Regions from separate parts of the Mus musculus genome. Here all the other regions are linked to region 5. A link is a contact called in public HiChIP or PLAC-seq and Micro-C data. All regions are on one chromosome and are shown on one strand. Each heading gives the region's core, a stretch centred on a gene start, on an enhancer-like site or on the middle of the called end of the contact. The rest is flanking DNA. Distances are from core to core; before and after follow the strand shown.

The links. Hi-C and Micro-C count contacts between places; a contact is called where the count stands out from the background. HiChIP or PLAC-seq counts read pairs in DNA pulled down with a chosen protein or histone mark.
Region 1: a contact with region 5 is called in an H3K4me3 HiChIP or PLAC-seq map of embryonic stem cells, with 10 times the contacts expected there. The contact joins the promoter of 1700042O10Rik here to the promoter of Cobl in region 5. A contact is called at or near these places in 3 of 39 promoter capture datasets (embryonic stem cells and hippocampal neurons), 2 of 484 Hi-C or Micro-C datasets (both in embryonic stem cells) and 7 of 115 datasets of contacts at active chromatin or transcription factors (all in embryonic stem cells).
Region 2: an H3K4me3 HiChIP or PLAC-seq map of forebrain shows a contact between it and region 5, with 5 times the contacts expected there. The contact joins the enhancer-like site here to the promoter of Cobl in region 5. A contact is called at or near these places in 7 of 39 promoter capture datasets (embryonic stem cells, liver and stem cell-derived epiblast-like cells), 1 of 484 Hi-C or Micro-C datasets (myocytes), 8 of 115 datasets of contacts at active chromatin or transcription factors (embryonic stem cells and forebrain) and 1 of 9 other capture datasets (embryonic stem cells).
Region 3: an H3K27ac HiChIP or PLAC-seq map of embryonic stem cells shows a contact between it and region 5, with 3 times the contacts expected there. The contact joins the promoter of Fignl1 here to the promoter of Cobl in region 5. A contact is called at or near these places in 11 of 39 promoter capture datasets (the 3T3-L1 cell line, cranial neural crest, embryonic stem cells and 4 more), 8 of 484 Hi-C or Micro-C datasets (adipose-derived mesenchymal stem cells, embryonic stem cells, muscle stem cells and 1 more), 11 of 115 datasets of contacts at active chromatin or transcription factors (astrocytes, embryonic stem cells, epiblast stem cells and 1 more) and 1 of 9 other capture datasets (embryonic stem cells).
Region 4: a Micro-C map of embryonic stem cells shows a contact between it and region 5, with 2.7 times the contacts expected there. The contact joins the promoter of Ikzf1 here to the promoter of Cobl in region 5. A contact is called at or near these places in 1 of 39 promoter capture datasets (cranial neural crest) and 1 of 484 Hi-C or Micro-C datasets (embryonic stem cells).
Region 6: a contact with region 5 is called in an H3K27ac HiChIP or PLAC-seq map of embryonic stem cells, with 5 times the contacts expected there. The contact joins the enhancer-like site here to the promoter of Cobl in region 5. A contact is called at or near these places in 4 of 39 promoter capture datasets (hippocampal neurons, liver and stem cell-derived epiblast-like cells) and 7 of 115 datasets of contacts at active chromatin or transcription factors (embryonic stem cells and pancreatic cancer cells).

What each region holds. Positions count from the first base shown.
Region 1 is chr11:11,866,562-11,869,903 of GRCm38.p6, reverse strand. It overlaps 1700042O10Rik (RIKEN cDNA 1700042O10 gene), which reads right to left and starts at 1,781. Exons shown (of 4, transcript NR_045178.1): 1 at 1,705-1,781. All of the region lies in intron 4 of Ddc (dopa decarboxylase), which reads left to right.
Region 2 is chr11:11,842,353-11,846,098 of GRCm38.p6, reverse strand. The region is part of intron 7 of Ddc (dopa decarboxylase); the gene reads left to right. Gm51937 (a long non-coding RNA gene) reads right to left here. Exons shown (of 2, transcript XR_003949848.1): 2 at 284-3,746. Among named protein-coding and RNA genes, the nearest start is that of Gm51937, 7.9 kb to the right of the region's middle. Within about 2 kb of position 1,603, at least 83 of the 459 cell types and tissues checked have an H3K27ac peak or open chromatin away from gene starts, as enhancers often do. A contact at or near this core is called in forebrain and myocytes, where this site is marked.
Region 3 is chr11:11,807,385-11,810,715 of GRCm38.p6, reverse strand. It overlaps Fignl1 (fidgetin-like 1), which reads left to right and starts at 1,754. Exons shown (of 3, transcript NM_021891.3): 1 at 1,754-1,821.
Region 4 is chr11:11,684,656-11,688,212 of GRCm38.p6, reverse strand. It overlaps Ikzf1 (IKAROS family zinc finger 1), which reads right to left and starts at 2,288. Exons shown (of 8, transcript NM_001025597.2): 1 at 1,745-2,288. It overlaps Gm11999 (predicted gene 11999), which reads left to right and starts at 2,578. Exons shown (of 4, transcript NR_166812.1): 1 at 2,578-2,923.
Region 5 is chr11:12,463,125-12,466,475 of GRCm38.p6, reverse strand. It overlaps Cobl (cordon-bleu WH2 repeat), which reads left to right and starts at 1,516. Exons shown (of 15, transcript NM_172496.3): 1 at 1,516-1,794. The coding sequence starts at 1,754.
Region 6 is chr11:11,941,365-11,945,082 of GRCm38.p6, reverse strand. Grb10 (growth factor receptor bound protein 10) reads left to right here. Exons shown (of 17, transcript NM_010345.4): 10 at 157-267; 11 at 1,103-1,201. Among named protein-coding and RNA genes, the nearest start is that of Ddc, 45 kb to the right of the region's middle. Within about 2 kb of position 2,317, at least 45 of the 459 cell types and tissues checked have an H3K27ac peak or open chromatin away from gene starts, as enhancers often do. A contact at or near this core is called in embryonic stem cells and liver, where this site is marked.

The DNA.
Region 1 (3,342 bases), core at 532-3,031, 600 kb after region 5:
ACTTTTAAAAATGATTGTGCCCTCTGTATTTATGGATAATGGGCACTCACTGTAAAATGGGAAAATGCAGTAACTATTTTAGAGCATAATTCTCTCTAGTCTTAGTCTAGTATCTCTGTATGTGTGGTTACATAAATTGAGATGATTCAATACATATATACAATGTTTTCTTATATTTTCACTGTTTAAATACTTTAATTTCTTTTTTTTTTTTTTTTGGTTTTAGACCAGGCTGGCCTCGAACTCAGAAATCCTCCTGCCTCTGCCTCCCGAGTGCTGGGATTAAAGGCGTGTGCCACCACGCCCGGCAATACTTTAATTTCTTACTACTATTACTGCTGTGTGTGTACACGGTAGGTGTGCACGGATACTCATGCCATGACTCTCACAGGGAGGTCACTTTGTGAAGTGAGCTCTTTCTTTATACCTTCTTGTGGGTCACCAGACTTAAAGGATAATCTCTCTTCCTATTCAGCCATCTCACTGGCCCTCGGCTGTTTTAAACTTTTTCTTAATTTATTTTTTCAGTTAGTAAACAAAGCAACGGGCTTCATCATAGCACTTTCACACACACATGTGAAATGTTTTTCACAAATATTTTATTCTTATCTACCTTCTTTCTCCAGCGCTCTCCCTCACACTTCTTGTTACTCTGTATTGGTCCTCCCCGTGCCCCGTCTTGTCCAAATATTTTTTTGAGAATATTATTGCTGTACAATTTTTAGGATGTACTACAATTTATGTAAATAACACATAAAATATTCATGCCATATTACACTTTTCAGTCCTGTGAGTAAGAATTCAGAGGACAGCCTTTAGGACAAGAGGCAACTGTCTTCCATCAGCTTCCTCCCCATGGCACATAAGTGCGCCACCAAGACCAGAATAGCACCACAGGAGAGAGCACTTTTGGGTCGCTTGTCATACGGTGAAAACAATTTCATTTTCGAGTCTTTATATCCAAAGACGAATCTTCTAGTTTTGGTACTTCTCAAAGAATTTTACAAGTAACAAAATTTATTGAATAACTATTACAAAACCGACTGTGTTCTAGCCTATTTATTGTGCTTTATATAATCAATTTTCATCCTCAAAATACTTATGAGGATTAGTTGCATTATCAACCTTAGTTTTCATAGCAAAGAGATTGAGGCTCAGACAAGTTCAGTGGCAGAAACTAAAGGCAGTGTGTAAAGCCGGTGTTAAGTATTATCACCAGCTTGCCCAGGCTCTCTGCGTGGGATAGAGTCTGGAGGTTTGAATGCTACCATTGGGTTAAACCACCTTTTCAGCGAAGACAATCTCATTTTGAGAAGTCCCAGCCTTAGGTTAGGACTAATTCTGGCATCTCTCAGCCCAGGCTTCAACAAAGCCCTGGTGAGCTCAACCCACTTAGTTTGGGTTAGTAGAAAGCAGACTTCCTTGTGTTTACTGCAGGGAGCTGGCTGGCCCTTTTCAGCTCATGAGGCTGATTGACTGTAATTTGTGAGGCCTTAAAGAGCACTGAGCCCAGTGACAGCCCGCAAGGCAGTCTGCCTTATCGATCCCCTCAGAGCTGTAATCACAGCTTAGCATCCGCGCAGCAGTGGGTGTCTGAGCCCAACGGCACACCATCATTGTGAGGCCGGACAAATGAGACCTGCAAAATGGGTCTCTTAATTGGGTTTGAAAGCTCTTGTAGAAGAAAAGCTGCCAATTTCTTACCCTGTGTGAGGTGACATTTGTAAAACCTAGAAGATGAAAGGACCTTTCGGCTCAGGGCATCAGCAGCCCTGAGCATCGACTCTCCAAAAGGTCCCTCCCACCTCAGAGCAGGCTCGCCATGGCAACCTTTGTCTGCCTGAAGCAAAGGCATTGGCGAGCCACACAAAGACGTGGGGGTAAACCGGTTCCAGGTAAACGAAGGAGCAAGTGTGTGGGCTTAGCTCGGTTGCAGCTCGGGGCTGTTCAACCCCCAAGTTTCTCAGTTTCTCAGCCACGAAGCACAATAATCAGCGTGGGCTCTTCACCTCTCTCTCTCTCTCTCTCTCTCTCTCTCTCTCCCTCCCTCCCTCCCTCCCTCCCTCCCTCCCTCCCTCCCTCCCTCCCTCTCTCTCTCTCTCTCTCTCACACACACACACACACACACACACACACACACACACACACACACACACAACTTTCTTGGTATAAAAGAAAGAAATTTCTGTCAGAATATGGAGAGCACCCTTCAAGTCCATAATGAGCTACTCAGAATAATAAAGGTGTCCAGGGCTCCGAAGAGAGGGCAGACAGAGTCTCACTATTTAGCCCTAGCTGTTCTGGAACTCGCTATGTAGATCAGGCTGGCCTCAAACGTTGAGATCAGCCTAACTCTGTCCCCTTCTGAGTGCAGGGATTAAAAGTGTGTGCTACTACAACCACAATCCACGTTTTGTTTTGTTTTGTTTTGTTTTGTTTTTTGAGACAGGGTTACTGTGTGAAACAGAGCCCTGGCTGTCCTGATCTTACTTTGTAGACCAGGTAGGCCTCGAACTCACAGAGATTCTCCTGCCTCTGCCTCTGCCTCCGCCTCCGCCTCTGCCTCCTGAGTGCTAGGATTAAAGACATGTACCACCACACCATGCTCCCACAATCTACTTTTTGTTTGTTTGTTTGTTTTGTTTTGTTTTGTTTTGTTTTTTGTTTTTTTGAGACAGGGTTTCTCTGTATAGCCCTGGCTGTCTTGGAACTCACTTTGTAGACCTGGCTGGTCTCGAACTCAGAAATCCGCCTGCCTCTGCCTCCCAAGTGCTGGGATTAAAGGCATGTACCACCACGCCCGGCCACAATCTACTTCTTAATAGACAGACCTTGAAAAACAGAATGTGGCCAGAGTGTCTGAAATAAGCAAGCCAGGAGAGAAAAACAATGGGATGCACAGGGGAAGTGGGAGACGCAGCGTCTGTTTTCACAGACTTGAATTTCCTGAAATGGCTGCCAGTCTTGTCGGCCTTCTTTAACGTGGTCTGAAACTATGCAGGACGACTGTTGGAAGTACAGCCCAGAAGGAAATGTGTGAGTCACTCAGATGCTGAGTGAAGACCATGGTCTGTTTATCTGAATTCATGCATTACAGCTACAGAAATAGGAATATGTGTACCTAGCTTGAAAGCTCACCCCACTCCTCAGGGAGTAGGACTTGATTCAAAAAAAAAAAGGTAAAAGCAGTAGATGGGAAAAATCAAAGTGGGAGATTGTGATTGATGAAGGGGGCAAAATATTAATAAGAAAAATTTTCACCTCTACACAATTCACTGTATATTTATCTGGAAAACTTCATGTCTTAAAAACTTTCAGAGTCAGCAAAAATCTGATGGGTTT
Region 2 (3,746 bases), core at 354-2,853, 620 kb after region 5:
TTTGGAACAACTACCCCCACTTGAAGGTCCTGTTGCATGCGTGACATACACACAGCATGAATTGTTTGTGCTTGAATCCAGTCTTTAGTCACACCCACTTTAAAGTATCTTTGTTTTTTTAAAAGAAAATAAATTACTGTAAGCCAGAAAATGTTGATGCATGTCTTTAATCCCAGCACTTGAAAAGCAGAGGCAGGCGGATTTCTGAGTTTGAGGTCAGCCTGGTCTACAGAGTGAGTCCCAGGACAGTCAGAGTTGTGTTTCAAAAGAAACAAAGGAAAGATAGACAGGCATAATTTATTGTGCTGTGCTATGCAGTGTGACATTTTCAGTGAGGGTAAACACCAGTTAGAATGCCATGTGTTACTTCTGAGATGTGTACAAGCAAAACAAAGCTTTCCCAATGACTGCCTTGTGGAATGATAAATTTCTCAGACATGCCCATCAGTAAGGAGCACATAGCTGTTCATATTGATTTAGCAAATCAATGCTTTCAAGCTAAACTTCTACAAAGAACACTCAGTTTCAGATAATTTCCTGGGCCTCATGCTTGCCTCCTTCCTCCCTAGATGAGGACATTTTGTCTTTCTCATCGAGACTAGAATTCTGTTTTAGCTGCAAAATGAAGAAATGCCTGTGTTTCCAAAGTTTCACCTTTGATGCGAGCTCTGGGAACTCAGCAGGCCTTGGAACTGTTTCTAAGGCACCAAGGATATATCAGCCCATGAAACTCACCCTTCTCTGTTCCTCAGGGATGTAAAGGCTCGGGTGGAGCTGTCCCTAGCAAGCTCTCTGACCTCAGCCCTTCGACTTGTGCCAGACATCACGCCACCTGCTTGGCATTTGGCTTCATTGTCACTTCGTGTGGGCCAAGCACGTTTCCCACCTCTCCTAACCCCTGATTTACTTGTGGTCTCTTCTTCGGAAAGACTTCTTCTCCCTTGGGTCATTGTTCCCTGGCCAGCAGGAGACAATGGTGGATGTGGGGGCTGGCCATGACCTTAAGCGGCAGGGAAGCTTAGAGCTTACAGCTGCATGTCTTAAATTCTGACCTTCATTTTCCCCTATCAAAAAATTGGAAAGAAAAACGGTTCTCATAATGGTAAAACAGTATTTCCTTCACAGTGCAGCTCAGGGGAGTTCTTGCAGACAATAGGCTGTAGGAAAGGCATGTACTGCGTGTAGTACATGCTTGTACTGCCAGGACCGTGAGGCTAATCACCAACCGTGAGAAGTGGGGTGGACACAGCCTTGCCATTCACTCAGGATTTGGCTCCACCTGTTATGAGCTATGGCACAGCTGTGATTATTACTGGCTAACGGCAGCCACACACAGCAGGCTGAGAACACACTGAACTAGCTGGCCATCCGCAGTATGGCTGTACTGTGGGCCTCGTTAGCTGCAGACCTTCACAAGCTCAGCCAAGCAAGTCGAAGTCCTCTGACTCAGATGTCAGGCCAAGGACTGAATGTCCTGGCCAACAGCCGGCTGATGTCATTCCCCAGGGCTATCAGATTTAAAGCACCGAAGTCTTCTGCCAGATAGAGACTACACGGCTGCTATCCCTGAACTCAATCTGGCTCCCCACAGGAGCAGGAAGATGACAGCCAGCAGGTGGCCCCTGCCATTAATGCTCACAGTGCTGGATGAGCACAGCTCAGGCTGCCCTGCTGTCCTGCAGCTCCCTCTGGCAGGCGGTTCGGGTGCTGTGGGCAGAGCCCGATATGCACTTTGCAGTTTGAGTTCAAACCCAGGGATTGCTCTTAGGACAGTGTTGGGGGTGCTAACAGGCCAACACCTACCCCTTTCATGCATGGCCAGTGTTCATCAGGGCAATAATACTAACTGGTGGTAGCGTCTTATAGTTAAGCCTTTGTAACCCACCGTCTCTAAGCCAATGCCTTTTGTTTGCTGGGGGTGGAAGGCGATCAGCGTTTATTAAAGAGAGAATAAGTTATAGCAGATGGATAGGTGGCAGCCTTAGGTACACACATGGGGACACTGAGGAAGGGGAATAGGTATACTATGGCCTGCCACAGCTTCATCCCAAGGGACAGAGGGGCTTGCAAGGAGGTTGTACGCCATGGTTACCCTGGCCTGACTTCTGCATAATGAGGCATCCTTTTAGAAAATAGATTGTAGTAGCAACAGGAGGCCAATGGCTTTAGAAGCAAAAGGTGGTGGGTGTGGCCTCAGTGGTAATGTGCCTGACATATGTAACTCCCTATATCTGGCTGTTGTGTGTTCATGCTACATCCACATAACTCCTACATGTGTATGTGTGCTGGAGAGCCTGGATGATGGGGCTGGTCTTAGCCAAGCATGTAAGATGCAGAACACAGAGGCATTGTCAGTACTGTCTCCCTTCCCCTTAGGACCAGGAGAAGCCCATACAGAAGCTTCTAAGGAGCATTTGTGAGTTCTTTCTTGTTGGAGTTTGGAGTTGATCCAAGTTGCAGACTTCTCAAGGCGGTCCTTGCGACTGAGTACCCTTGTTTAGACACTAGCTACAACCTGAGGACTCTTCAAACTCCTTTAGACCCCATAAGCTGCTAAAGACTCTAAAACTTACTGAGAACTGTCTCACAGGGATGGTTGAAGATTAGAGATTAAAATCAGCCAAGGAGACACACAGGACAGTCTTGAAGTGTGAGCACACACAGCTTCTGGTGAACTCTGAGGAGTCACAAGGGCATGAAACACTCTAGCCGTATATAATATATAACTATATGCTCTGAGTAACGACATTCCCCTAGAAGGCAAGGCTCTCTAACCTTTTGCTGCTTGTTTTTGTGTAGACTTGGTCCTACTCAGACCCTCCTGGAAGCCCAACTAGAACCTTTAGAGATCAACTCCCCCAGAAGTGAAAATTGCCTGGTGTCTCCATCACTAATCATAGTATCAGACTGTCTGGGGCCAAAGCTCCAGGAAAAAAGAGGTCTATAGGTCATCTCTCAAGAGCAGAGGTTAGATTTTGCACGTAAACTTGATTCATCGTATAGAATATTTTCCTACCTACTGAACCAGGTTTATGGGTGACACATTCTAGAGTGGCTTTAGCTGTTCCCCACTTAGTTGTTGAGACTCAGAGTGAAATGTCTTTCATCTAGGTGCTAAGAAACAAGCTCTGAGATACCTAGGGGTGCAGCCAAGTGGCCTGTTTTCTTTTCAAAAATCATGCCCTTCTCTCAAGGATGGAGGATATGGGATAAGCAACAGAAGGGTGTGAGAGAAAAAAGAAGCCTAAATAGCCTTCTAGACCCTAGTTTCCCATGCCAAGGTATGAGGGTTTCTTGTGGTTGACCCACGAAAACTCTCCATCTTGTTTTGTCTCACCCCTTCATCTGATATCCTGAACGGAACATAAACAACGGCATCTAAGGAGCTATGTTAGAGGACTTCAGCCGAAAAAGCAAATTCTATAAATAGAGGTCTATGTGGAACCCAAGCAGCACCCATGGAAAACATGACATCATCTTGTTTCAGTCCATTTGGGATGCTCCACACAACACCACAGACCCCAGAGTGTGTAAATAACAGGAGTTCACTATTTAAACGTCTTGTGTGTAGAAAGGCAGGAGTAGGGCACTAGTTGATTTGTTGCCTGGCTAATGGGTAGCACTTTCTATGTATAATCACATGGTAGAGGATACGAGCAATCTCTCCGGTGTCTCAGGATTCCACCATGATGATCTGGTCACTTCCCAAAGCCAATGGATCCAAAGGATTTAACAGACATTCAAAT
Region 3 (3,331 bases), core at 505-3,004, 660 kb after region 5:
GAAAGGACATGTGCCTAGAAGTCAAAGGACAACTGTGTGGAGTTGTTTTGAATCCTTCCACTTTTTCGTGGGTTCTGGAAGCCACACTAAGGCCACCAAGGTTGCACAGGAAATAAATACCTTTACCTGAGACATCTTGCTAGCTTACAAACACAATTTTTCTGGCAGAGGATGCATATTATTTGGGATCATTTTATTTTCTCTGATCAAAACAAATTAGCCAGCTGAACTGTAACAAGCATTGTCTGAGATTATGGTTATAAACTCATAAATACATAAACAAGAAGAAGCTCTCCCACCAAGGACCAGTTCTGTCTGCTTAGGTGGCAATTTCTTTCTTGCAGGTCCAATAACTTCTGACCATGAAAATAGAGTCTATCAAAAGCAGTTTGTGTTCTCGGTCAGCAAGTTTACTACTTGCATAGCTTAAGCCTTAAACTCTTCCACAGTAGACACTGGGTTGTGAGCCTAACAAAGCCAATTTAAAAAAGACGGACGCCAGAGAATAATGTTGCTTTTTGCAGGATTCCTGGTCTTATAAAAAAATAATTAAAACAAAACAAAACCCAGACTCAGTAGGAAACCGAAAGGCAATTTTGAATTTAGGGGAAAAATAAGACAAGCTAGACATGTTGGCAGCCTCTGGAGGAGGCAGACGGATAAGGGGAAAAGAGACCATGCTTTTGGAGTTAAAGGTCAGAAAGGCAGGCAGGCTCAACAATGCAGGCCTGGGAATGGCTGCATGGGTAAGGAAGGTCTTCAGCCTGATTAAAAATGCCCAGAGCCGTAGAGCAAGCAGGGTTAGGAGTGTTGGTCAGTATTTGAAGGAGATAGGATGAATAAAAGAAAAGTACAGTTTTCCCAGTGAAAACAGGCAGGCTTAGCGATGAGGGTTGTAGACAAAGAAACCAAAAAAAAAAAAAAAAAAACCACCCAACAACCCAGCACAGCCCCCCTCCTCTCCCCTCTCTGACAATCAGCTCCCGACTGCTTGGAGCCTGACCCAATGGCTTGTTATGCCTATACAAACAATTAAGAACCTAACCCTTGGTGACCTCTCCCCAAATTGCAAGCCGTCTTGGTTGGTAATAGAGAGGTGGGGGTGGGGTGAGGTGGGGCCCAAAGCTATGAGGGGAAAGTTCCCTCGGTGACTCCAGGACTGTCCATGTTTTAGCTACCTACGATTAGTTTTTTTAAAAAAAAAAAAAAAAAAAAGCTCTTCAGTTCTTACTGGACCCCTGCCAGCTACTACTTCGGTAATCTCGGTATTCCGTCTAATGCTGGCTGTAGCCTTTGCTAAACCTTCCTGTATTCGAGTCTCACTATTTGATAGCTGCTGCTGAACTGGTTAAGGCCGGAGGGCGCCGGGGCGGGCAGGCTCTGGAGTGGCGGCCCGGAGGCTACACCTCCCCTTCCCCCTCCCGGGCCGCTTTCGCCCTCCCAGGGGACTCGTGCTCTCTACACTCCTGAGCTTTCTTTCCTCTCTCACTGCCTCTGCCTAGGTGCCTTTGCAGCACCTAGCTCGGCAAAAAGAACATATTAAGGCTGCAGTGAACGGGAAGCCAAGGGTTTGCTTAGATTTATCGCCACCGCGCGGGCTAAATCTCCCTCATAGAGCGCGGGCCGGAAACCCAAATTCCCGCGTTAAGGCCTGGGCGGTGACCTCAGGCCTTCCGAGACTCCGCCCTCACGCTGCGTGCAGCGCGCGCTCAGCCGCCCTTACTCTACACGCATGCGCAACGCGGGCCGAGCCGTCACTTCGCGCAGGCGCACTTCGAAAGGCGCGCTTTTCGGTGGCTGCGGTCCCGGCAGGGAGCACAGGTGGGCCCCGGTAGGCTGCTGTTCGCCGCTAAGCCGGCGGGCGGAGGCTGTGGTTGCCATGCCGGGTGTACTTTGGTTTTGTTTTCTTCTGTCCGTTCTTGGCCTCGGGTTGTCGGAGAGGGTGGCCTTGGGAAGCCCGCGGCCAGACGGCGGCTGGGGCTGAGGGACGCCGTTGGGCGTGACGGTTTGGGGTCAGTCAGCCACAGCTACCCCCCGCTAGGACTGCTGGGAATGCTGTAGCTGGTTTGCCACCTAAATGTACTCATTTTGAGTTTCGTGCTTTCGGCAATACTAACACAGGTGAATTTTCTCCGAAAATCAGAAATGCTCCAGCATCTGAACTTGACGCCTAAAATAACATCCTCATCATGAAACTTTTTTTTTTTTTTTAAATTCATTCCTGCTCAGAAAATAGTATCTACAGTTAACCGTCTGGTTATGTAGCTAATGTATATTTTAAGTATACGTGAGTTGTATTTAGAATGGAGTCCCCTACCTGATGTATGTGTCAATACCTAGAAATCAGACACACTCCTGACCCCGAGCAGTTGGACTAAAGATACTTTTCAGTTGTGATAACTGGTTCCAGGCCATACGCAGTCGCTACGGCCTGAGGGGGGAACCTTCCAAAGGGAAGAAATAATAATTCATAATCTATCATATTTCTAAGTTCTGGGGACCCTATAATGCAACAACCTGTCAGCTAAATAATGGTGCACGCTGTTTCTCCCCAGGTGACGACATAGCTTAAGAGATATTCTCAGAGTCACTGCTGAAAGAACAGATTATGTATTCAGAATTCAGGGCCTGGGAAATGGCTTAGTGGGTCAAAGCTGCCGAACCTGAGGACCTGAATCCCTAAGAACTGTCCTGGTAAAAAGAGAAAATTCAGTTCCTGCAAGTTGCTCTCAGACTTCCCCAATTTATTACAATTAATTAAAACTTTTATGTCCAGTGTCTAAAGCTAGGTCTTACAGCTTCAGATCCTGTGTTCTAAATTCCTATGCTACTTTGCCACTAGTAAACTAGAGTTCTGTAAAGTTCAAAAATGATGTCTGGAATATAGTAGGCCCTCCAGTTTTTAATCATTTTAGTGGATACCATGAACTACGTACTAAAGAAAATCTAAATACAATGAGAAGTAGTTCTTGTTTGCAGAAGCTTCCTGTCTAGTTTGAATGACCAAAACATTCTTAATCAGAAAATTAACAAAGTAAAGAAAATTGAAATGTAACTCGGTTGCCCATACTTTATAGATTTCTATCAAGCACAAAGGTTAAAATGACTTAGAAGTGTTAGATAATACGGTCAGTACTTGTGTCATTGAGCAACAGACTGTTTTGGGTTGTATGTAGTTGTGGGATATGACTGACTGGAAAGGAAGGAAAACTTGGTCGATAACTTCTAAATACAAAGATGGTGGTGGAAGAGGACAGTTTTTGGAGAATGACTAGAATAGGTGATTTTAGGTGATAGACTGAAATGAAGCTATAAAGATAATTATAATCAT
Region 4 (3,557 bases), core at 1,039-3,538, 780 kb after region 5:
CTTTCGCTTTAGGAGATGGTACACAAACTTCTCAAAAGAGTCAAACATCACAGTCATCCACACTTTTATTAGCAGCCTCTGTCTGCTTGTGAGGCCACCATGGTGGGCTAGCACTGTTGTTATGGCTTCTACACTTGTGGAGAAATTTGGGGTTTGGCCCTTCAGTTAAACCACCAATGAATTAAACAAACAAGTTCTTTGGAATTTCTTAACTCTAGGTTTCAACAGTCACCATGAACAAAACACCGAAAGCCACCAGACTCGAAACATTTTGGCCATCAGCTCTAGTGCATCGTCTGTCCGGGAAAAATATTTTATTCTACGATAAAAAAGGAACAGCCATGTATGCTTGTGGGGAAAGTTGAAATTATTCATGTTTTATCAAAAGAATTGCATCATCAGTGAAGTGCCCCACTGTCATTTACATGGATGTGGCTACATTATGTCCTCAACATGTTCTGTGTACCTTAGGGTGCTGATCCGAGTAAGCAGATGAATCTTTGTCACGGATATCTGTCCCCGTTTAAATTTTGAGTCATATACCAAGGAATCTGATTTGTCACTGAAACAATTTGGACACCTACTAACATATTATGAATAATGTTTTAATTGTTACTTTGAAAATTCCATAAAAAAGAATGAGTTCAATCTCATAGAACAAATATCTTCAAACAAAGAAACTGAAGCAGGCTCTGGGATTTTCTTACTGACTTCACCCCCCTCTCAATTCAGAACCCCAAACGAACCAATTCTTAAAAGCATTTCAATGTCTATGAAAAAATATTTTATATATATATATATATATATATATATATATATATACATACATATATTATACGTTTTCGACATTAAAAAAAAAAATTCTTCTACAGGTAGGTTGGACCAGTAAAGGGCTATTTCCCTAACACCAGTTTGGTTCTGTAAGTTTAAAACAAGGCAGCTCAAAGATGAAATAGGTTGTCTGCAGCAGGGAGAGAAATTACGTGTGGGTTACTTGAGCAAAATAGCACATTAAAATTCAATCTGGGTGGGCTCCTGCCCGAAAGAAAACAGAAAATATTTCTGGCTCAGACCTTTTGAATTGATGCCCCTTTGGGTCACCAGATGCCATATCCTGCACTTCCAAATTAGAAGGAAATCGAAGGCTCATAAGATACCTTGGGAATCACCAGTGATGCTTAGCAATTTTAAAAAGCACATTTCAAATAATGTGCAAGCGTCCTGATGCCTATTTGATAACAGGGTCTCCTTGCGATAGTCTCATGACCTGTGATCAGACAGTGCGATGAGAAAAAGTATGTGTTTCAATACTCAGATCATTTTTGTTTTGCACAAAGCAAACTCAGACAGGATCTTATCAGTAAAGCAAATAGCTCTCGCATCGAAAATAAGGAAAGTCTTTACTCATGAGTTTGAAAACGCTGGCTTCCGTAATCTCGATAGATATGTCGATATAAACCTAAACATAAAAGCAGGACATTCTCTTCGTGGGACCCCGGGCTACTCAGAAGTGCCTCAACTGGCCTGGTCTGCACCTGCAGCCCCAGCCTAAAAAGGCAGAGGCTTTGACCTAAGTCAACGCTCTCACAGTCCTCAGAAAGAAAAAGATAGACGTGAGCGACACGGACACTATGGATTTCGAATGACTTTCCTTTCTTTCCTATTCCTAATTGAAAAAAACAAAAACAAAAATCCACCAGTTATCCCAAGTTTTTCTACTGAAATTTAATTCGAAAACACTCACGTGGATTTGTGCGCCGCGCTTTGGGGGCCAAGAATGATCCTGGGGCGCGAAGAGCAGCCGGGGATCTGGGGGCTCCTGCACCCCGCGGGACCTACCGGGTCTCCGGCAGCCGCGGCCGAGCGTCCCGGGATGGGCTGTACTGCGCCGGGCTGCCCCTGTCCCCGGCCCGGGCGCGGCCGCGCAGGCACTTGTTAGAGTGCCCTGCTAAGTTGGCTGCGGAGCAATTCCCAGCTTTCTTTCACAATGACTTCCTCAAGTTGCTCACTCGCATTGTTCCCCATTTCTCGCCACACTCCCCGCCCCCCGCGGGCTCCGACCCGGCTCCGAGCCCCTGGCAGCCCGGCTGTCCCGCACGACAGCGCCGCCCCGCTGCCGGGGCACCTGGCCCGGGCTCACCGCGCCGCCACCTGCGGCAGCCCGGAGCGCGCGCCCCTCGCCCCGCACCGTGCAAACTTTGGGTTGGCGCTTGCGACTCGCCTCCCGCTCGGCTTGTCCCACAGCCCACCCGGCCTGCGCGCACGGCACGCGGCTTCGGGACCCTGACGGGGACACTGAGCGGGTCAGAGGGAGGCACCCTCCCGTCCCGCGCCCGCCCTCGGGTCCCGCCTTCAGACGGCAACTCCGCGACCCGCCGGGCCGCGCACACAAAGTTTGCAGCCGCACGGGGCTCGGGCCCGGCCGCCGAGGGTAGCCGGGCGGCGGCGGGCACCGGCCGTACCTGCTGGCGCCGCCGGCGGCTGCAGCCCGCTCGCCCGCGCCGGGCCCGCTCGGCGCGCCGCCGCCACCCCCGCGCGCAGCGCGCCCGGGCCCTCCCCTTGGCGCCAAGCTTCCTCATTCCAGCGCAGCATCACGCCGCTGCCCCGCGCGGGATGCGGCGGCCCGCGCTTTGCCCGCGGGCCGGTCCGGCTCAACCGCGCCACTGCGGGACCCGCGCTCGACCCGCAGGGGTGCGGCACGTGCGGGGCCGGCGGGGAGGGGGAGGGGCCTCCCTGCCGCAGCGCCACGCGCGGGACAGCCGGGACAGCCGGGCGGTCGGGACACAGGCTCACTCGCCCAGTCGGGGAACACGGGACACTGTAAGGCACTTTCCCCGGTGTCTAAGAGCAACCGCTGCAAGCGCACAGCCGAGTCCCTGAAACTGGGACCCGTGGGCTCCCACGTTCGGGCTCAGACCCCAAGGTACTGATGCCCACCCTAGGGGGTGGGAAAAGTTGATCCTGTGCGAGTGAGGAGAAGGTGCAGTTCATTTTCCCAGACAACCAATGGAATACCTCTCGCGTCTCTTCCCTCCCACCTGCTCACAGAAGAAGTTAGGATGGCGCCTTCCATCCCGGCCTGTGTGCACACGCCAGCGTGGAAGGGGTCTATGGACAGAGGTGGGAGCAAGGCAATCCTACACCATGCTCCACGGCGCCGCAGACCTCTCCCTGGCGTGTCAGGCACGGAGTGCCTGCGTAGAGACAGGACTGCAGCCTCTGATGGTGCTCACACTCTACAAAGAGCCCATCGTCTTTCTGATTAGCTGGGCCACACCCGAAGGGGGCCAGACAGGCGTTAACCCTGAGCACAGAGGGAGAATCTTTAATTCCATACACACTGCCTGGTGTCCCTGCCTGGGTAGGGTGGGGGTGGCGGTGGCCTTGCCTCACCACTTTTCAAAACCACTTAGAAAGGCACAAAATAAAACTCTGGAGTACCCTTGAGAGGAGTGCAGGCAGCTATAGTGTTTGGGAGGAAGGCTCTGGGCCTCAAAGGGATAGGTTGTGCTGGTGGAAAGGAAGACACAGGCTTCCCAGGTGGCAGGAGGAGTGAG
Region 5 (3,351 bases), core at 267-2,766:
TAGAAACTCAATTCATTCAATGTTCCCTTTATGTAGTGAGCCCTGATTCACCCTCATTCACTGTCTTAAAGGCTAAGAGTAATGAAAAACACCAGACAAGGCTCACTCTACACTGAGTCACATTTTCGGGGAAGAGACCCATTCCAAACACATAAAGGTAAACATATTCAATATGACATGTATATCTACATGTATTTATACCTCTTGCATGCGTAATTAATACACTCAGTTTATATAAATATAAAAGCATGTAAGCATTTTGATTATAAACAGACATATAAAGCGCGCACACACACACACACACACACACACACACAGAAGATAAAGTGATATGCTTCCATGAGGAATATCAAGACAATCGGCAAGAGTATCAAACAAAACTCAAGACAGTGGACAAGAAGCAGATGGGAGTTGAGAGTGGGGATGTCCTTTGCGACAAAGAGGTCAGAAAAGAGCTCCCTGAGGAGCAGGTATCTGAGCAGAGCCTGCAGGATACACATTGCAGATCCCAGAAGCCCTCGGGTGGGGAAATGCTCTGAGTATTGTGTTCAAAAGGAAGCCAGGCTCTGCTGTAGGTATGAAGTGGTTCACCTGCTTTGAGTGGGCACTGTGGCTGGAGCAAAGAAGGCTACTGCAGGACTTGTATTTTGTACACTGGTCTCCCCTCTTTCCTTAAACAGAAAGTTGGGGTTCAGAGGAAGAAAAGCTTAGGCAAGCTTCTGGATACAGAGTTCAGTCACAGAATTTTGCCTCTTACTGGCATTTTATTCCAATCCTGAGAACCTAGTACAACTGCTGTATTTGAAGGGCGGAACTTCATAGCAATCAGGTTCTTTTCCTGTTCCCCTAAGGTCAATTAGCAGGCTGGAGAAGGGAAGCTTAGTGGTGCTGGGTCCTCAGGTTGACTTGCAGTGAGGCCTCAGCACCTGCTGCCTCTGCTGGTATTTTTGCTCACCACTCAACATGGGAATCACAGGGCTGGGGCCACAGTAGCATTCATTACTATCCAGGCAATTAGGCTGGCAAGCAGAAGCATGCATCCAAACAGGTGCAGTTCTTGTTGGCACTGGATGTCCACACTCCAGCCTCACTGCTTTCTGATTTCTCAGAAAAAGGTGTGCCCCTTTACCCCAAGCTGCGTCCCTCTCCAGTTTCCTATGCTGCACACCAAGGACCTCATTTTGGACCACTCTCCCCTCCCCTTACAGTAGATCTCTAGTTCTAACAAAGGTTCTTTTAGGTTCTGGGGCAGAAACTGAGGCGCTAGACCGTCTATTTTTCTCTCTTCCTTCAAGTCGGTTCTCGCAGCCTAGTCGGCCCGCCTCGCCCCGCGCAGCCACAGGTGGCCAGGTATTTGCCCGCTTAGTTCCTCCAGCCGGCTGGGCAGGTGACTCGGTGCCCACCGCGGGGCGCGCGCCCCGCCCAGGTGTGCTCCGGCGGGCAGCGGGGGCGCGCGGAGAGGCGGGCGCTGGGGAGCGGCGCGCGGGCACGGGGCGGCGCCGCGGTGGGCGCGGCTGAGCCAGTTTGGCGGGGGGCGGCGCACCTTGCTCCCGCGCCCGGGGTAGCCGCGTCCGTCTCTCTCCGCACGCCCCCGCCCGCCCGGACGCCCCAGGTCGCTTCCGTCCTCTCGGCACGGCCGCTGTCCTCGCTAGCCCCGCGTGGGAGGACGATGGGTCAGCGCGGAAAAAGTGAATGAGGACGGCGGCGCCGCAGCCAGCGCCCCAGTCGGCCGGCAGAGCAACCCGCCGGCTCCATGGACGCGCCGCGTGCACTGGCGGCCAAGCCCCCCACAGGGTAAGCGGGCCCACGAGGGCGGGCGTGGCTCTTCCCGAGGTGTTGAGGACTTGGGGCGCCTGGGTCGTTGCTCCGGTAACCGTGGCAGGCCTTGCTCGGGAACACTTTCTGCGAGAGGTGCTGCTGTGAAAGCCCTTGTGTATGTTTGTGTATGTGTGTGTTGGGGGGTGGGTGGGTGGAGGGAGTGCTGTCCCTCCGTGCAGAACCCCAGCTCTGAGCTGCCTTCAGCCCCTTGCAATAGTGGCAATTACGGGCGGAGGGGGACAAGGAAAATCCAGGCCTGAAACTCCAGCTGAGTCTGTCTGGTCCCATACACAGGTTCCTCCAGCCACTCCTCGCAGGCCCTGTGGCCCGCTGCTCCCTACCTCAATGACAAGGGGGTACTTGGTCTGTTGGGACCCATGTAGCCAGGAGATCTGGGGAGGTGTGTGGGGAAGGGACTTCATGAACACTCTTCTGCCCAAGCCTTTGTGCTGGGATCTCCCTTGTGTCTGAAGAGGTGAGGACCTTCTTCATCGGACCTGTAAAGCAGAGCTGTCAATCCTGTCTTCAGGATCCTCTAGTGCCTCAACCCTTTTAGTTTCTTTTTGCTGTCTCCACACCTTGCGGACAGAGATTCCCTGTCACACTGAGGATTTTACTTGCCCAAGAGAAACTTGCCTAACACAGGTCAAATAGACTTGCCCTTTAACCCCAACTCCCCGAATCGTGCCCCTCCGTGCCCATCTCTGCCAGGACAGTTGACAACCCTTGCAGACTTGGTAGATTTCAGAGAGCGCCGTGGGGCTGGCTTTTGACCTCTTCTTTCTGGAGCAAATGTGTTATGAGTGTTGCGAATGGAATGAGTTGGGGTGGGTCCGCACCTGCTCCCGAAATGGCCCACTTTCCACTTGAGCAGCTGGATTTTCTAAGGCGGCACTGGGGACAACAAATCTCTTTTCTTTAGCAGTTATGTCCCACTGACTCACCCGATCCCTTGCCCACTGACTTTGTTGCCCAAGTGTTTATAAAAGCCGTCTAAACCAGTTCTTTATTCTTAAAATCTCCCCTGGAGGCTTCCAAAAAAGTAAGATACATTTCTAACTCATAATCTTGAAGCTACGGAATTTTTTTTTTAAGACTTTTCTTCGCTAAGGTGTGGTTGTGGTTATATAAATCCTTTGAAGAAACAAATTCCCCTTAAAAAATAGATATGGGAATACTTTTTCATGGTAATGGAGAGCCCCTAAAATGACGTTGGGAGATGTAAACAGAATTGCTTTTAAAATTGCGACTTTTCTACATTGTTACATAACTCTATTTAAGGGGACTGAATTATTTCACCACTTTTTAAAAAAATAAATAAATATAAAGGGAATATTTAGGGTGCCTGCAAAGATCCATAGAGTGCAGAAACTGATGAAGGTGTCTGGTAATAGTGAAACCACCCTATGTCCTCCAGCCAGCCTGCTCCCTAGGCAGCCAAGAGGCCAACCCAGGTTTGTCTTCCTCACTGGGTGTCACAAGGGAAAACCAAGGTGCTATGCTATGGGTGAGAGAGTAAAGCTTTACAAGGCT
Region 6 (3,718 bases), core at 1,068-3,567, 520 kb after region 5:
ACAAAGCTGGCATTTGTGGTTTATGCTGTTGAGATTTCATGATGTCCTTTCAGTTCGGTGTGTGTGACCAGGGGGAAAAAGTGAGCTTATAGCACTACAGACTTTTTTTTTTCCAGAAAATGTGACCTCACAGTTCACTTAACTGCTGTTTTGCAGGAACCCAGACACCTGCAGCTGCTGGCTGACCTGGAAGAAAGCAGCATCTTCTACCTGATTGCTGGAAAGAAGCAGTACAACGCGCCGAATGAACATGGGATGTGCATCAAGGTACTTGAGCTGGGACTGGGAGTTGTGCAGAGGAGTTTTCTCCTGGCCAGTATCTATTTGGTTGTAGATCCTTCTACTCTAAACAGAAACCTTTTTTTTTTTTTTCTTTTTCACACTGGCCTCATTGTGTGCTTATGATTTGATGTGGGTTGTTTTGTTGTTGTTGCTGTTGTTGTTGTTCTTTTTAAATAGCCCCGGAACACTAAAAGGCCTCAGTGACTTAAGGCCAGGTAGCCATTAGCCTCCTGCACCAGCTACAGCTTTTACCTGGTCATAATAAGGAGAGGCAGAAGCTGGTTAAGAAGGGGAAGGAGGGAACTCCTGACCTGACATCTGATTGTTTGCAACTACTGAGTGTACTGTCTGTGTGTCATGAGGGTTGACCACAATACTCCCTACCCACTATGTGTATTTATGAGAACACTGACACATTGATAGAGATGTATGCCTATAGTCAGAACACACAGATGTCAATGTGTACATAGGTACAAGCAATGCATGCTTGCACATACATGCACATACACCACAGCCAAGATCATGTTAATTTTCCTCTTGGTGAGATTGTGGCAGTGTTGATCATAGTGGTGACTACTGTCTCCTGAACTCCTATTTATGACCTGTTATCTTTTTATAGTCACTGTCATTTACTGAATCTTCATGGATACCTGGGAGGTGGTAGCTAGATCAGCTTCCTTGCCTTTGCACAGATAACCAGTGACTAGTTGTATTTGGATCTCACCGTGGTGGCCTGCTTCTGAGGCTTGAGGACAGCCTTCTCTCACATGAGTGTATGAGTTCGCACTGTTTCACTGGTCGCTTTCTGTTTCTCCTGTAGCCAAACAAAGCGAAGACCGAGATGAAGGAGCTTCGTCTGCTCTGTGCCGAAGATGAGCAGATCCGTACTTGCTGGATGACTGCCTTCAGACTGCTCAAGGTAGAGGACTCAAGGCTGCAGTTGGCTGCACCACATGCAGAGCAAGCAGCTGGATGTGGGTCTATCCTGACACAAAAATCCTATGGCATTTCTACCAAATGTGATTTATCAATTGTAGTTGTATATTCTTCATATCTAAGATCTCAGAAAGGGTAGAACCAGGTTTTCCAACTTGAGCAATATCAAGTATTGATGGAAACCGATTCTTTTTTGGCTAAAGACGGAGCTCTGTGCATTGTAGGTCTCTCCTACAAGATGCCCCCAATCAGTGGAGACAGTCAAAAATGCCTCTAGATGTTTCCAAATGTCCTCTAACATCAAAGGGTAAGAAATTTCCCCTTCAGTAGACAACTCTCAGTTCTAAGCCTGTTCAAAGTCTGTCATCAGACTGGCAGGGTATAAGCCAGCCGTGAAAGGAATACTTTGAATGTGTTAAAATAATGAGATTTCTAGGTGTGGTACGCATGCCTAGAGTCCCAGCAGTTAGAGGGAAGAAGACTGTTGAGTTTCAGGCCAGCTCAGACTTTACACAGAAACCCTTTCTTTAAAAAAGAAAAGTAAGAATAAATACAAAGTTGATCAATGTTCTAGAAAAACGATTAGTTAAAAAATAAGTATATAACAATATTAGGATGTCCTTCATTTTTGTGTAGGAGAAAAGCATTGCTGTACTGAGTGGTACAGATTTACTTAGTGGACAAAGCAGGACGTAGGGTCAGATTTTGTTCTTCGCCATTTCTTGGACACAGGACTGTACTAGAGGGTTAGAAAGTTGTAACAGTTACCTACTTCTCCTATTCTCCCTCCTTTTCTGAAAGTTTCTTAAACTGATGTAAAAATTCCCCCCACAAAAATGTCTTGCTGAGTCAGCAAAAGAGCCTGTCATTGTGGTTGCTTTGGTTTTAAATTACCTACCCTGAAAAGGCAATTAGGTTCATGTTCTGCAAGACAGCAGACCACCAAGAGGCATGAGGAGCCTCCTCTGCAAAAGCACTTTGACAGTAGGACCAGCATGTTGGAAACAAAGAAGAAATTCAGGGCAGTGCTCTGAAGCAGCTAAATGCAGGGATCAAAGTCCTCTCAGCAGTGAGAAGGTTATGTAGAACAAAAGACTGCACTGGGTGTAAAGAGGTCAGAGAAGCCTTGCCCTGCCTAGCCCGCCCAACACGAAAACTGCTAGGGAGAGTGCAGACTAAGAACCACAGAATGACTTGGGTAGCTTAGTGTCCTCTGCCTCTCCTTAAGAGATCTCCCCTGGGGTGCAAGCACTTTTTCCCAGGTTCCACGAAGGCAGTCTCAGCTGCTGAAAGGAGGTGTCTCTTGTCCATGGCAAACATAAAAGATAAGGCTGGTAGGATGAATTGGACTTCAAGCCACTTGTGCTCATAGGGAAAGTACAGCTTTGCAGTCCTTCAGTCTGAGCTGACGGCTCCTTACCTAAAGGTTAAAATATCCTTTGTTTTATAACTTATTGGGACCAAGTGGAAGGTTTCAGGTAATTTTTGTGCATACATGGTAGTTATCTTAATTTGGTAAATCAGTTGTGCAAACCTTATGCAGCTGGAGGTTTTCCCCTCCCCCAAAGGTATTTCTTTGTCATATCTAAAATGTAAGCATTGTGGGTTTAGGCCTTTCCTTGCATTTTTTCCCCCAAAAGAGGCCAATGCTAGTGTTTTTCAAAGATTTTTATAGCAGAATTTTTCCCCATTTCAGGGCAGAATCTGTAACTGCCCAATATAACAAGCAAATAAAAGGCCTTTTTTTTTAAATGTGACGTATTAGAGTATTATAAATTAGGAGGCATCTCCAGTCTCATTGGCTTGTAACAGCAAAGACTTACTTCTTACCCTTGGCCTGCTAGGACTTGGCAAGGAAAGTAGCTACATACTGGGTTTCCATGACCTGAAGAAGGGATAAGACTACCGTCTCACAGCCCCTGTTAAATGTTCAAGCCTATAATGACTTTTGCCACTTCTGAACTGGGAACATGAGCCATCTAATCCCAGGGCCAGTGGAATGGTTGAGCATAGTTGTACTTCATAGATTGCTTCTGGTCAACATCTATGCTAAATAGGGTATGCCTCCCATGAGATTACAGTTCCCTTCTGTTTAAGAACTCTCTTGAAATTTGTCTTGCATTCCTGGAGTTGAGGTGCATTCTCTGAAGCACTCTTTGACCGGGATTCTAAACCTTTTGTTACCCTTGCATAAAGCAGTAAACTTGCCTACCACCTCACTTAAGAACCCATGTGTCTCACTGAGTTAGTAAGGAAAAATCTGTCCCTTTATTCAAGGTTTTGGGTCTTCCAGGGTTAATGGGTAGAATGGAAGCTAGGTAATAAAGGAAATCTGTCAATGCACAATAGATTCACAAAGCAAATGGATTCCTTTCATTAGATCCCCAAACTCAACCCCATTTGTAATGTTAAACTCCTGTGAACTTTATTGATGTGCTTATGGTTCTTTATTATGTTAATTTATTAATTAGTTTCCTTAGGGGAATGTGTGTGGTCATGT